Regions from separate parts of the Gasterosteus aculeatus genome. Here region 2 is linked to region 1. The links are chromatin contacts, called in public Hi-C maps. All regions are on one chromosome and are shown on one strand. The core of a region is the stretch at or near the end of the contact, and the rest is flanking DNA. Distances in the headings are between cores, read along the strand shown.

Region 1 (5,652 bases), core at 2,133-4,632:
TTCAATAACAGTGCTGACAGCCCTCAGGCTCCCAGCCGCCCCAACAGGGCCCCTCCTAGCATCCCCAGGTAAATACCACACGTCTTTGAGGGTATATGAATTATCAGTACCGTAATATTGATGGTAGTATTTGTCACTGGAATGAATCATACTTTATCTTCGTCTATCTCTACAAAATGTAGCTTTAGGATACTTTTTTTTGTTAAAAAGTGAAATCCATTTACGTGGAACTGGACAATAGGATTATTTAAAATCTAATATGCTGCTAAATGAAGAGCGTATTTCTTTCCTGTGCTGTGTTTTTTTAGTAAGTGAGTAAAATGTTCAAGAAATTGTTTCAGAGAGTTCTTTCCAGGAAAAGTCTTTTCCCCATCCAGTCGTAAAGACGGCTCGTGGCAGAAGCTTCACATTTTTTAGCCTCTTATGTACCTCTGCAATTTTGTTTCCAACAATCTTTACATCGGTAGTTTTGACTCTTTGACTCTTTGACTCTGCGAGTGGTTGAAGATGTTTCTACTTCTACTATTTTACTTTGAAACCAAACATCACATCTCTTAAACCTGCGTGACGACTAAACCCGTCTCTTTTCTTGTCTCCTTTTCTCTTATTTACTACCTTCTTCTCATGTGTCTCATCTCCTTTCCGTCCCATTCTCTGACACTTCTCCATGCACATTATCACTCGTTTTCACACCCAAGCCGGCGGCCCCCGCCATCTCCCACAAGACAAGCCCCGCCATAAACCTCTGAAAGGGTTCCTCGTACACTTATCTTCCTCACTCATCCATCCCATCACTCCTCTATTAGCCATTCCTCTGCAGTCCCGGACCCTCCTCCTTAGTCTCCTCCTTAGTGCAGACAATGAAGTCTTTGACCCCTTGACCCTCAATTCCCTGCCAGGTGACGACGTCCATATATGTATGTACAGTATGGTACTTGTATTGTGGTGTATGTGTATGTGCGCTTGTTAATCGCCTGTGGTCCAGGTTTGCTTAGCAGATCCACCACCCAGTATCAGTCCCTGGTCCTCAACCCCTCTCTTGCAAACCCCTCACCAAGTCAACCACTGCCCCCACTTGCTGCTTCTACACAAAAATATGCTCAGCAGCCGCACTGCCCTACTCATTCCAAAATGCAGCATGGCACATAAGCTGCTTTTATTGCATGGGAGTGTGTGTACTGTATGTAGAGTGTGTGTGCACGTGTTTTGTGTGTATGTATACGGGGGAGGGACTAATTTGCCTATATGTAGGCGGGGTTTGATTTAGTATTGTATGAATTTATTGTATAATGCCCCCTTAAGTGTTAATTATCAGCTTAATGTTCTCTTAGGAACAGGAGTTGTATCTTAGTATGTGGGCGTGTACGTGCGTGTTTGTGTGAGAGTAACTCTGTGTACTTGCGTGCGAGTGTGCGAGGACACGTGTGCATGTGCCGTCCGTCTGCACGTTTGTTGCCGTTTCATTTGTATTTGTTTTCATGGTCAAAGCTGTTAATGGTGAATCATAAAACCCCTTTGGGGTAAATTTAATGTTGGACTTTTGTGAGTTGTTCCTGTGTTGTAGTAGCAGCCACACACACATAGCAAGGCTGAGGAGCACTGTCAGTATTCTCTATATGGAAACAGCCTCAATAACACATTTAACCTTCTCATAGGTGTCCACCTGTGCTGTATCAATGGTCAAGTTGTGACCCTTGCAGCCTTAAACTCCGCTTCAGATGCTGACCTGTGAGATGGAGAAAAAAACAACAAAAAAACGTTACCCGAGTTCCCTATTGAACGAACAAAGAACATGCATTTACATGTTTCCATCTAGACTTTTTCTCAGGTTTGAAACTTGCAACCCCTTGGCCATCCCAAACTAGCGCTCCCTTCTCAACTCTATAGTCTCTCGTATTTCCCTCACAACCATCCGGGCTAGTTGGTCAGCATCTCCATCAGAGCTTAAGGCGGTATTGTCAATGTTCAAGTGCTTCTCTGTCAGTTTGTTATTGTGTATGTGGGCCTAAACTGTTTTTCTGATGTATATAGGCAATGATAAGGAGATACTGTACCTGTGGACTATTAAGACCTCATCGAGGATCCTAGCGCTTTAATCGTTCTCTGTGTCTCTATTCACTAAATGCTCTCTTCTCTCTGATTTAGACTGCCTTACTGGCATGAGTTACACTTCTGTATTGCCAAAGCTAAATGTAGAAAGAGAATTGGAAAGTTGAAAATAATTCATCAAATCAACAAGGAAATGGTTCTAGTTGTAGTGAGATGGCATTGTTTAGCAGAGGGCATAATATTAAACCGGGGAATTGCATCGGTTGTTATTTTTTTGTGTCTCTGTATCGCTCCTCAATAAACTTCTTCCTCATAATGTCTCACTTTGTCAACACAGTCTTTACTGTAGAAGCCGGTAGGTTTAATAACCTAGTAAAACAAGTACACGCTAAATTATTTAAATTAAAAATAAGGATTGTCTCCTCCTAAAAGTCTGAATATGAAGTTAAACATACTTTGCTATTTTGCAAGCACAATGTTCCTCACCCTATCAAACACCATTAATGTATTCGATATAAGGGATGCAATACAATAGTAAATTTTCAATATATGTTAGTGGCTTTCTTTGTGGCTGATGCGTACTATGCAAACTGCGTACTTTGAAAGACCAAACCAACTCATTTAATATTACATCTATAGGATTACCGAGGAATCTTAGCCCGCTATGGCTGGGAAGCCACATGATGGCAGCAGAGACCTTACTGAGTGTACAGTTGTTCCAGTGGTTAAGGGATTTAAAAAATGGACAAACTATTTCAGTTCAATGTTGCTTGATTGGGATAAACGGGCACTGCAATGATCAACAGCAACAGCTGGCATGTTGGATGCTGATCAAGTTATTATATCCGTCCTATATGTCCTAATACGTCTTATAAGGTGAATGCTCGTATGCTGTGTGGTTACAGTAATTGAAATGATCACATAGTAGATAGTGTGAGGGTGTGAGATTTTTCATGTAGGAGGTGCACCCTTTCACTGGGCGTTAGACTAGTAGTTAGTTTCGTGGCCCTCACCGAGGGGATTAAAAGAATTGCTTTGAATGTTGCTCTGTTGGCTCCATCTAGTGACCTCAACGTAAACATGCAATTTGTAAGACAGCCTGGATTCAATATCAGGTTACTGCAGTATATATTTTTTGGTGAAAACATGAGGAAATAAAGTCCCACTACCAGATCAGACCTTGTGACCTTTTTGGATTGACCCGGATGAACAATAAAGTTATGACATGCTATTTGGACATCGTGATTGTAATCATCGCAACCGTGGTGACTTGTAAAAGGAGTCGTCGACACAAAACACGTCACTAAAAGCAGCGCCGCCCACGCAGGCGACCGTTCCCATCGAAACAAACGCCCCTTCCACATGCTCAGTTTAAACTGCGCACCCGCCTCTCTGTCTTCTGATTGGACGGTTGAGTCGCCCGCTGATACGCACCGACAATCGGCATAGGCAACAGCAGGTTGTGTGTATGTGTGACAGTTGTTAGCATCACACTTCACCGGAGAAGCGGCTAGCGTTATCTAAGTTAAGTCAACAGGAAGTGGCGGGTGAATTTATATCCTACACAACTCCGGAGTGCGCTCGCCCGCAGCGGGAGACAAACCCCATTTCCGAGTAACGTCACAGCGAGGATGTCCGTCCCGGCCGGAGAGGGATGAAGATGAAACCGCAGTTGTGGCGAGTTGTGTCAGTGTGGCTGTGTGTGACTGTACTCTGTTGGTGAGTTCACTTCATTCGAGCCGAGTCGCATTGTCACGTCAGTGACTGTAAAACGCATTCAACTCAAGGGGGTTACAAAGTGTTTCGTTAGCTGGCTAAGCTAACGAGACGCTGCGATGTGGCGCCTGGCTGACTTCTGACTTGCGTTTAGCTCGAGTTGCTGATCAGCGGTGTCGTTACTTTTACTCGTTGACGTCAGCTAGGATTAACACGGCTAGCGTTAGCCTTGTAGCAAATGCAACGTGTACAACGTCAAAGATGGTGAACCGTCGAACGGGTGTAACTTCCTCCACGTGAAAGTGCATCGTACTTAAGTTACGGGGCGATTAACGCTAGTTAACTATTAAGCTAACGTTAGCTAACACAAGTCGTAGCCGCCACTGGAGACTTTAAGTTAAGTCACTGTCATTCGGTTGTTCAGCTCCTGTCAGGGTGGTGGTGGGGGGGCTCCACTGTCCACTGTCCTCTTGACAGCTGGAGGTCATCACGTTACAGGCAGCACACAGGGACATTATGTAGGGTGATTTTGAGGGTCGCTGCAGCACACGCGGACTGCTGTGCTTGAGATGGAGAGGAGAGGGACGGCGTGTTATTGTGGGTGTTAAGATCCATGTTGTTGACCTGACCTACTTTCACCAGCACAGCTTCTCGTTAAAGCTGTGGTAATCATAAGGATCTTTTTGAAGTCTGCCTCTGCCGATGGTTCAATTGTGGGCTGAACAAGTTTTGAAAAAACAAAATCAATAATCTAATTGCAATTTCTTTTTGTCTTATTATTGTGTATGAACGACATAATCATTCTCACTTTTAAGGGTGCGATGTCGTAGTTTCTTCTGTGATCTGTATTGAACACCGATGTTTCCATGTGTCAGTAGAAGCCAGGACATTTCTGCACCACGACAGTATTTAATGTTGACTTGTATGTTGACGTACATTTTGTTCTTAACAATTATTGGGCCTAATGCGATTTAAAAGTTGCCTCAGGCCATATTGCAATTTTGATTAACTGTGCAGCCCTGGCATCATTCAGTAAGATGAGAAAGAAGAAGCTGAGCAATTCTGTCAGTTTATTGATGTTAACTTACTGTTTGTAGGGTAAAACACCGCTATACTTGTTGACATTGATTATGGCCCCTGTTCCATTTAGGTGGCCCGTGGTATTGTGAAGGCTGACTCAATGGACGGTCAGTGACATTAAATAGAATGGTTCTATATTTAATTCAATTTAATTTACCCTGCTGTTGTATGTGAAACAGCTGCTTTAAAAATGGGGCTGAAGTGCTTGTTGATCACCTGGAATAGCAAACTGGGACACTTCATTCAGAAAAGGAAGCAATGGTGGAACTGACTGTTAATTATTTTCTTGACTGGATAATTTTCTTAAAAATTAACTAAAGTCGATCTCAAATAGGATTGGCCTGTTTTTACTGTGAGAGTGGCGACCACCCGAGATTTTACTAAATTCGAGACTTATGCCTTTTTAATATTTGGTTATATTTAACCATTTAGGGTTATTTTTTACAGAAATTAATTATGTACTATTATCGTGATCCAGACATGCAATATGCTGGTGCCTTCATGTCAAGAGAAAACGATATCATGAATCACTGTCGCAATATAGATGAATTGTTCTGTCTCTAATATGAATTCCTTTCCTTCGTCAGCTTTAAAGTCCTTATTAGGATTGTGACCAGTGTCATTTTTTCATCTTTGAAACAGAGCTTCGGTTAGACCGTTTCTTGATTGTATGAAAGGTGCGTAGTGCATGAAAAAAATTATTGCCATATACGTGACGGCATAGTGCCACGTACTAAATCATCTTATCACGTTATTACACAAGTTGAAAATGGGAGTAATCAGTGATGCATCGCGTCATGTGACACG
Region 2 (5,652 bases), core at 2,290-4,789, 89 kb after region 1:
TCAGTGTTACTATCAATTTGCCTTTTCTCTACTAAACCAGCGAAAGCAAAGAGAAGGCACAAAGCTGCCACCTGCTGGTTGGATATGTAACTGCAGCAATGCAGCTTCCCTTCTGTACTCAACTGGCTTTGTCTTTTAGGGAATGGAAGCTCTGCAAGGCCAAGACAGAAGCTCACGAGAAAGAGACAAAGAGAGGGATGATTGACTGTGAACAGCAGCATCTCTCACAGCTGGATTACACAGATTTGTTCAGTTTATTTCAAACTTTAAAGGATATTTTGGCAGTTCTGTAATAAGCTGTCTGTCCTGGGATCTGCTCTCCTCCAGTGGCCACATATTCTACTCTACTCCTCAGCATGACAACCACACTTTGGCTTCATCGTCCAATGAAATGACCTTTCAGCCAGGAAGTGACCTTTGATCTTTGACCGAAAAACCTACAGCGAGAGGCGACTGCAGCCTCCTGCAACGGATTAAAGAGTTCATACCTGTGAGGATACTAAACACTAACGTGGTGACACTGATGATGCTAAATTCTAAATATTTTTGGAACCTTCTACGAGGAGCAGCGTGCAACTGTATGTGGTCGGCCTTTGTCGCGCGCCACCAGCGGAGACTGCGCACAGCAGACAGGTTTGCTAAATGTTCTCAAAGTGTTGCTGCAGCGACTCGTCCACTTGCATGAACAGACTTAACGTGGACTCAGCGGACTCTCTGCAGCTTCCTTCTACAACTGGAACGGATTAAAAAAACAAAACAAAAAAAAACAACAGGTTTTGATTTCTCTTTTCTTATTTTATAAGCTGTGAATTCTTAGTCGATGACGTCGAGTCGTCAGAGGTATCGAAATGACTTTAAGGCATCAAAGAGGAAACTTTGCCAAACATCTATTTTGTAAATAAGAATCTGCCCAGTCCCCCGATACCTGAGCCTCTGTGCCATAAGATAGCTCTCTGCCTCTTGGATGCCAACTGCCTGTGTTTCTCTCAAGCAATGCCCTACCAGCACCTCCATTATTGACGTCTGGATGTTTGTTTTGCTTCTGCAGCCGTTTCTTTTGGGATTCGCAAACACATCCTTGTTTCTGTTCGGTTGTTGAGATTTGAACTGTGAATCTGTGTTACATGGTCATTCAAAATAAAGCCCGCTGTACCTGTCTCACTCACATTTCCAGCTCGAAAGAAAGGAAGGGTTTGAAAGGGAGTTTCAGGTTTTTCTATTTAGTTGATAGGAGGCACACTTTACTGCATCTTTTTGTTTTTTAGATATTCTACATTTCCAGCTGAGGTCGCATTGTTTACAATTTGCCTCTTTGAATCATATCTATGTTTTGTTTCTTCGATAATATAAGCAAAGTAAGTCCACACTGACTTAATAACCTTGAGCTTGAAGACAGTAGAAAGCATTTCTATGCCTTATCAGGTTTGTTTTTGTTGTCCAGTCACTGTTCTTGTCGGGTCATTTGTATACAGTAAACAGGTCATCGTTGTAACTAAGCACTTGGGCATATTGTAGGTCTGCTCCACTGAATCAAAATGGTCAAAAGGAAAGGCAACTTTATATAATATGAACAATAGAGATATCAATATAATCTGCTAGTCTTACAATAACAAATGGTAACTGTTCCCTGCTTGTGTAAGAAAAATGAGAAATAGTCCAAAATATTTTGTAAATTTTATTTATGGAATTAAGAGTTGTCATGAAAAAAAAGGACTTTTGTACGTCTATGACTTCCCCATACACTGTACCCATGCCACTGTTCAGTCACAAATAAAATATCATGTGATTCCCACCTCTCTTTCATTCATTGTAGTAAAGGTCACTCCGGCAGCCAACAGAGGCTGCTCTTCTCAAACTAATCCATGCAGTCGATCCCTGCCGCCAGGTGAATGTGCTTTGTCACTCGTATTGATTTAATTGCTTAATAATTAAAAGTAGTTTTTCAAAGCAAATACACTGAGTATCAAAAAGTAAGTGTTCATTATAACACTGGCCGCTGTTACTAATTAATCTGTTTAAAGACTCACAAGATTAGGCGTCTTTAGATAATTAATGTGTTGGAAAGTAAAATAAATATTAAGTTTTGCTGCACATATTTATTTCCTTTTGTTTAGAAATAGTGGAACATTTGAACAGTTCTGAGAGGTGTAGTAATTACTTTTCACCAAGTATTACCTCACAATCATAGATCAACTAATCACATCCCACTGTGCGTCCTCCAAGGACAACATATATGTGTTATAATTACATTCTGAGTCATTTCAGGACTAGCAGTGTGTTTTATTAGGTTAACCCTTATGTTGATTTTCACAGGGTCAGTAAACATCAGTTGTGTCACTTTGTGAAATCCAAAAGCAGACAAGGTGAAGTTTAAAGGTCAAAAATACACAAACACAATTTCAATGGTTTAACTCTGTTACAGGAATTTACTTCATCGCAAAGCCGTTATTTTCCTCCATTTTCATATATCATTATTGTAGCATATGTTTTCTTTGCATTTCCAATTGATCCCATTTCTACAATTGACATACAATTGAGTTTAAATAACCAAGCAGAGCTCCTGGCTTAAGTATGTCAATTACCTTATTTTGTGAAATTATTCTTTGCAGTTGTAACTATTTTCTTTCACATTCACAACTCGTTGACTTCCATCCATCTGACTCGCGGTGAGAAGCCACAGTCCGCAGAGATTTATTGGAGCAACACACACTCAAATAAAGCAAGCTCCTTATCATCAGAAAGACCCTTTACAATCCGATGAAACAGTTAATGCATTCCTTTGATCATTGGATTGAGTGAAACCTTCCCCCTCTATCCTGACTGCGTAACTATCTTCCCGTTATTCTCCCCCCTCTTCACCAGACCCCCATTTCTGGTATGTTGATGACAGCCTGGCTCCGTCATTCTGGTGGGTTGACCCTATCTCGCTGACCCCCCCCTCTCTCCCCTCTGTCTCCCAGCGCCTACACACACACACACACACACACACACACACACACACACACATACACACACACGCATGAGGCCTTCTTACACTATCTCCCCCTGAGCCTTTGCCATCCTCACTCTGGCAAAGGCTCTTCTGTCTCTATATCTCTACAACCTTGACGCTGGGGGTCTATAAAGCTTTCCGGCCCCCCTCTGTCCAGCTGTAAATCATCTACCTAGATACGTCCACAGCTACATCCCTACTCACACAGTCAGATAGAGATGATTAGAGCACGGAATTGGACACGTTTTCCCCTCTGCAGCATGAACCTGATGTCACACCTGTGTGTCCATCGCACACTGACACAAAAACCTAATCCCACGACGCCTTGTCAAGTGGCACCGACGTCTGCCGTCTTGTGCATTCGGCTCCACTTCTGCGTGTGTTGCGGCACTGAGTTCACGTGCGGGTCGGTATTGATCCGTGCGTGTTTACATAGGGAGCTGAGCAGTGTCTTCTCCTCGCTCGCTGTCAGGCACAACATACAACCATGCTGGCTGTGGTGGTACGGATGAGTGCGCTCACTTCTCACTGCTGTCTGCTCTGTGTTACTTTGGTGCTGCTAAGGTAGGTTTTTCCATCTGTTTGGTAATCGACGGCTGATATTTTAATGTTAACCTCCAACACAGTTTAAAAAAAGGCTTGAAATCCTCCCTAAATCCTGTCTAACATCTATATCTGTGTCTTTATCTGTGTTCCACCACGACCCGAACTTGACAGCCATTTGTTATTTTTGAGACAATAAAACTTTTCCACTTCCGAATCTGCTGAGAATGTGTGTCAGTACACGAATGTTACTTTGAAGCAATTTGCCCCAGTTATGTTGCCGTGACGAAAGCGGACAACGAGGAGCCCAGTGTTCGTCAGGCTCGCTCGGCGGCCGATCAGGTGGTCGTTCATCCCGTGGACTGTGTTCTGTCTGGGTGGAGCTCGTGGTCGCGCTGTGACGTCTGCCAGAAGAAAAGAGTGAGTATGGTAACACCAGACTATGGTAACACCAGCTTTAATACATGCTATCAGGACACAAGACACAATAAAACCACCCATTGCAAATGTTTAAATGAAAAGCTCATTGAGGGAGATGGTGTGACCACAGAATTCAACATTGAACGTGTGTTGATGGTCATCGGATGTCCCTCACTTCATGTGCTGCTCAACCCTTGCATCCAATATGGCAGAAGGAAGGAACATTTTTTGGGAGTACGCTTTGTTGCAGAGAGTTTGGTATCACTCTCCCATTTTGGTAAATAAAAAGCAGCACCCAGAAGCTAGCTAACTTAGCATAGCATATAGACTAGATACACAGGAGGAACACTAGCCTGGAGCAACCAAATGCATCCACCAACTCATTTGTTAGTCAATTCATGTGTAAAAATAACAAATCGCTATATAAATGGGGGATTTGTGCCGTGCTATTTATTGTTCAGGTCACGTAATCTTGAAATAATAGAAAATGTATTTCCCAATCTAGCAATTTAATCAAAGAAGAACCATTACATTTCATGTAATTTAGCTGACGCTTTTATCCAGAGCGAGTAACAATAAGTGCATAGCCGCAGTCAATGCGGCCCATTTGACTACAGGTTTTGTGCACTGCAGTGAGCTATACATATTTTATGTCTCATACCAATGTTCATGTTGTAACATTGGTATTAGACAGATAAGATTTCTGATACAGAAAGACGAGATTCAGCGCTCGGATTGTAAGATAATCGTGCAGACTGAGGCATCCGACATGCTGACTCCTGAGTGCTGTTTTTCTGTGGGCTCCTCTGCTGGCAAAGGTCTCGGCTGATGTACTTCAGCGTTCTATTTCATCCACTTTACAAGGAGGGGGGATTAATAACCTTGACATGACAAAGTGAAAACAGCCCTCTAATGGGATTTCGGCTGTAATAGTTCCCTGGAGCACTTTCTACCACCTTCGTTGAGTAGAGGCGAGCTTTTCCTCTCTGTTCCTCCAACGGTTTATGTGTTTGTCTTCATAGTTTCGCTATGCCAAACTGGACCAGCCATCCCAGTTTGGAGGGCAGCCGTGCAACTTTTATGGCGAGGAGGAGGAGGCCTGTGCCGTTCCAGCACACTACACCTGTGTCACTGTTCCTTTGTGTGAGGGATTCCTCTGCAACCAAACAGGTATCTCCCACATCCGGCCCCAACTATGGATTTTAGGGTGTTTGTGTCGCAATGCCGTCCACCTCCTTGCTCTCCGTCAGGTCGCTGCATCCCCAGAACTCTGCAGTGCAGCGGGGAGGACGACTGTGGGGACATGTCGGATGAAGCCGGCTGTAAGAACGTTCCGAAGCCCTGTAGCTCGGAGGCCGAGGAGTATTGGGGGATCGAGAACCTCGCCAAAGGGTGAGTCCGCCACGTGAGTCCTCAAAATCGATCTGCCCGCCGTTAAACGCCGCCGCTACTTATCTTTCAGAATCAACATCTTGAACAGTAACCTCGGGGGAGTGGTGCTGGATAACAGATACTACGCCGGCAGCTGCCTGCCGCATTACATCGAGGATGTCAGATTCAGGAAGCCGTACAACTTGCTACATTACACTTTGCAGGTGCGTAATGAGCATTAGGTCGGAGTCCGTAAACAAGATGAGGTCTTCCTGCCATGACATTTTAATAAGTCACTCTTTATAAGAGGGTTAGTAAGTAGCTTT

The links. A called contact is a pair of places that touch in the nucleus more often than the background predicts.
Region 2: a contact with region 1 is called in a Hi-C map of liver, with 5 times the contacts expected there. The contact joins the enhancer-like site here to the promoter of LOC120815710 in region 1. A contact is called at or near these places in 5 of 6 Hi-C or Micro-C datasets (liver, skeletal muscle, tail fin and 1 more).

Annotation. Positions count from the first base shown.
Region 1 is chr3:11,028,470-11,034,121 of fGasAcu3.hap1.1, forward strand. LOC120815710 (SUN domain-containing ossification factor) reads left to right here and starts at 3,383. Exons shown (of 24, transcript XR_013467125.1): 1 at 3,383-3,768. dnm3b (dynamin 3b) reads left to right here. Exons shown (of 21, transcript XM_040170614.2): 20 at 1-68; 21 at 699-2,369. The coding sequence ends at 741.
Region 2 is chr3:11,117,267-11,122,918 of fGasAcu3.hap1.1, forward strand. c8b (complement component 8, beta polypeptide) reads left to right here. Exons shown (of 27, transcript XM_040170563.2): 15 at 3,150-3,199; 16 at 3,429-3,556; 17 at 3,808-3,955; 18 at 4,978-5,125; 19 at 5,206-5,347; 20 at 5,418-5,550. Among protein-coding and RNA genes, the nearest start is that of c8a, 10 kb to the right of the region's middle. Within about 2 kb of position 3,540, at least 2 of the 9 cell types and tissues checked have open chromatin away from gene starts, as enhancers often do. A contact at or near this core is called in liver, where this site is marked.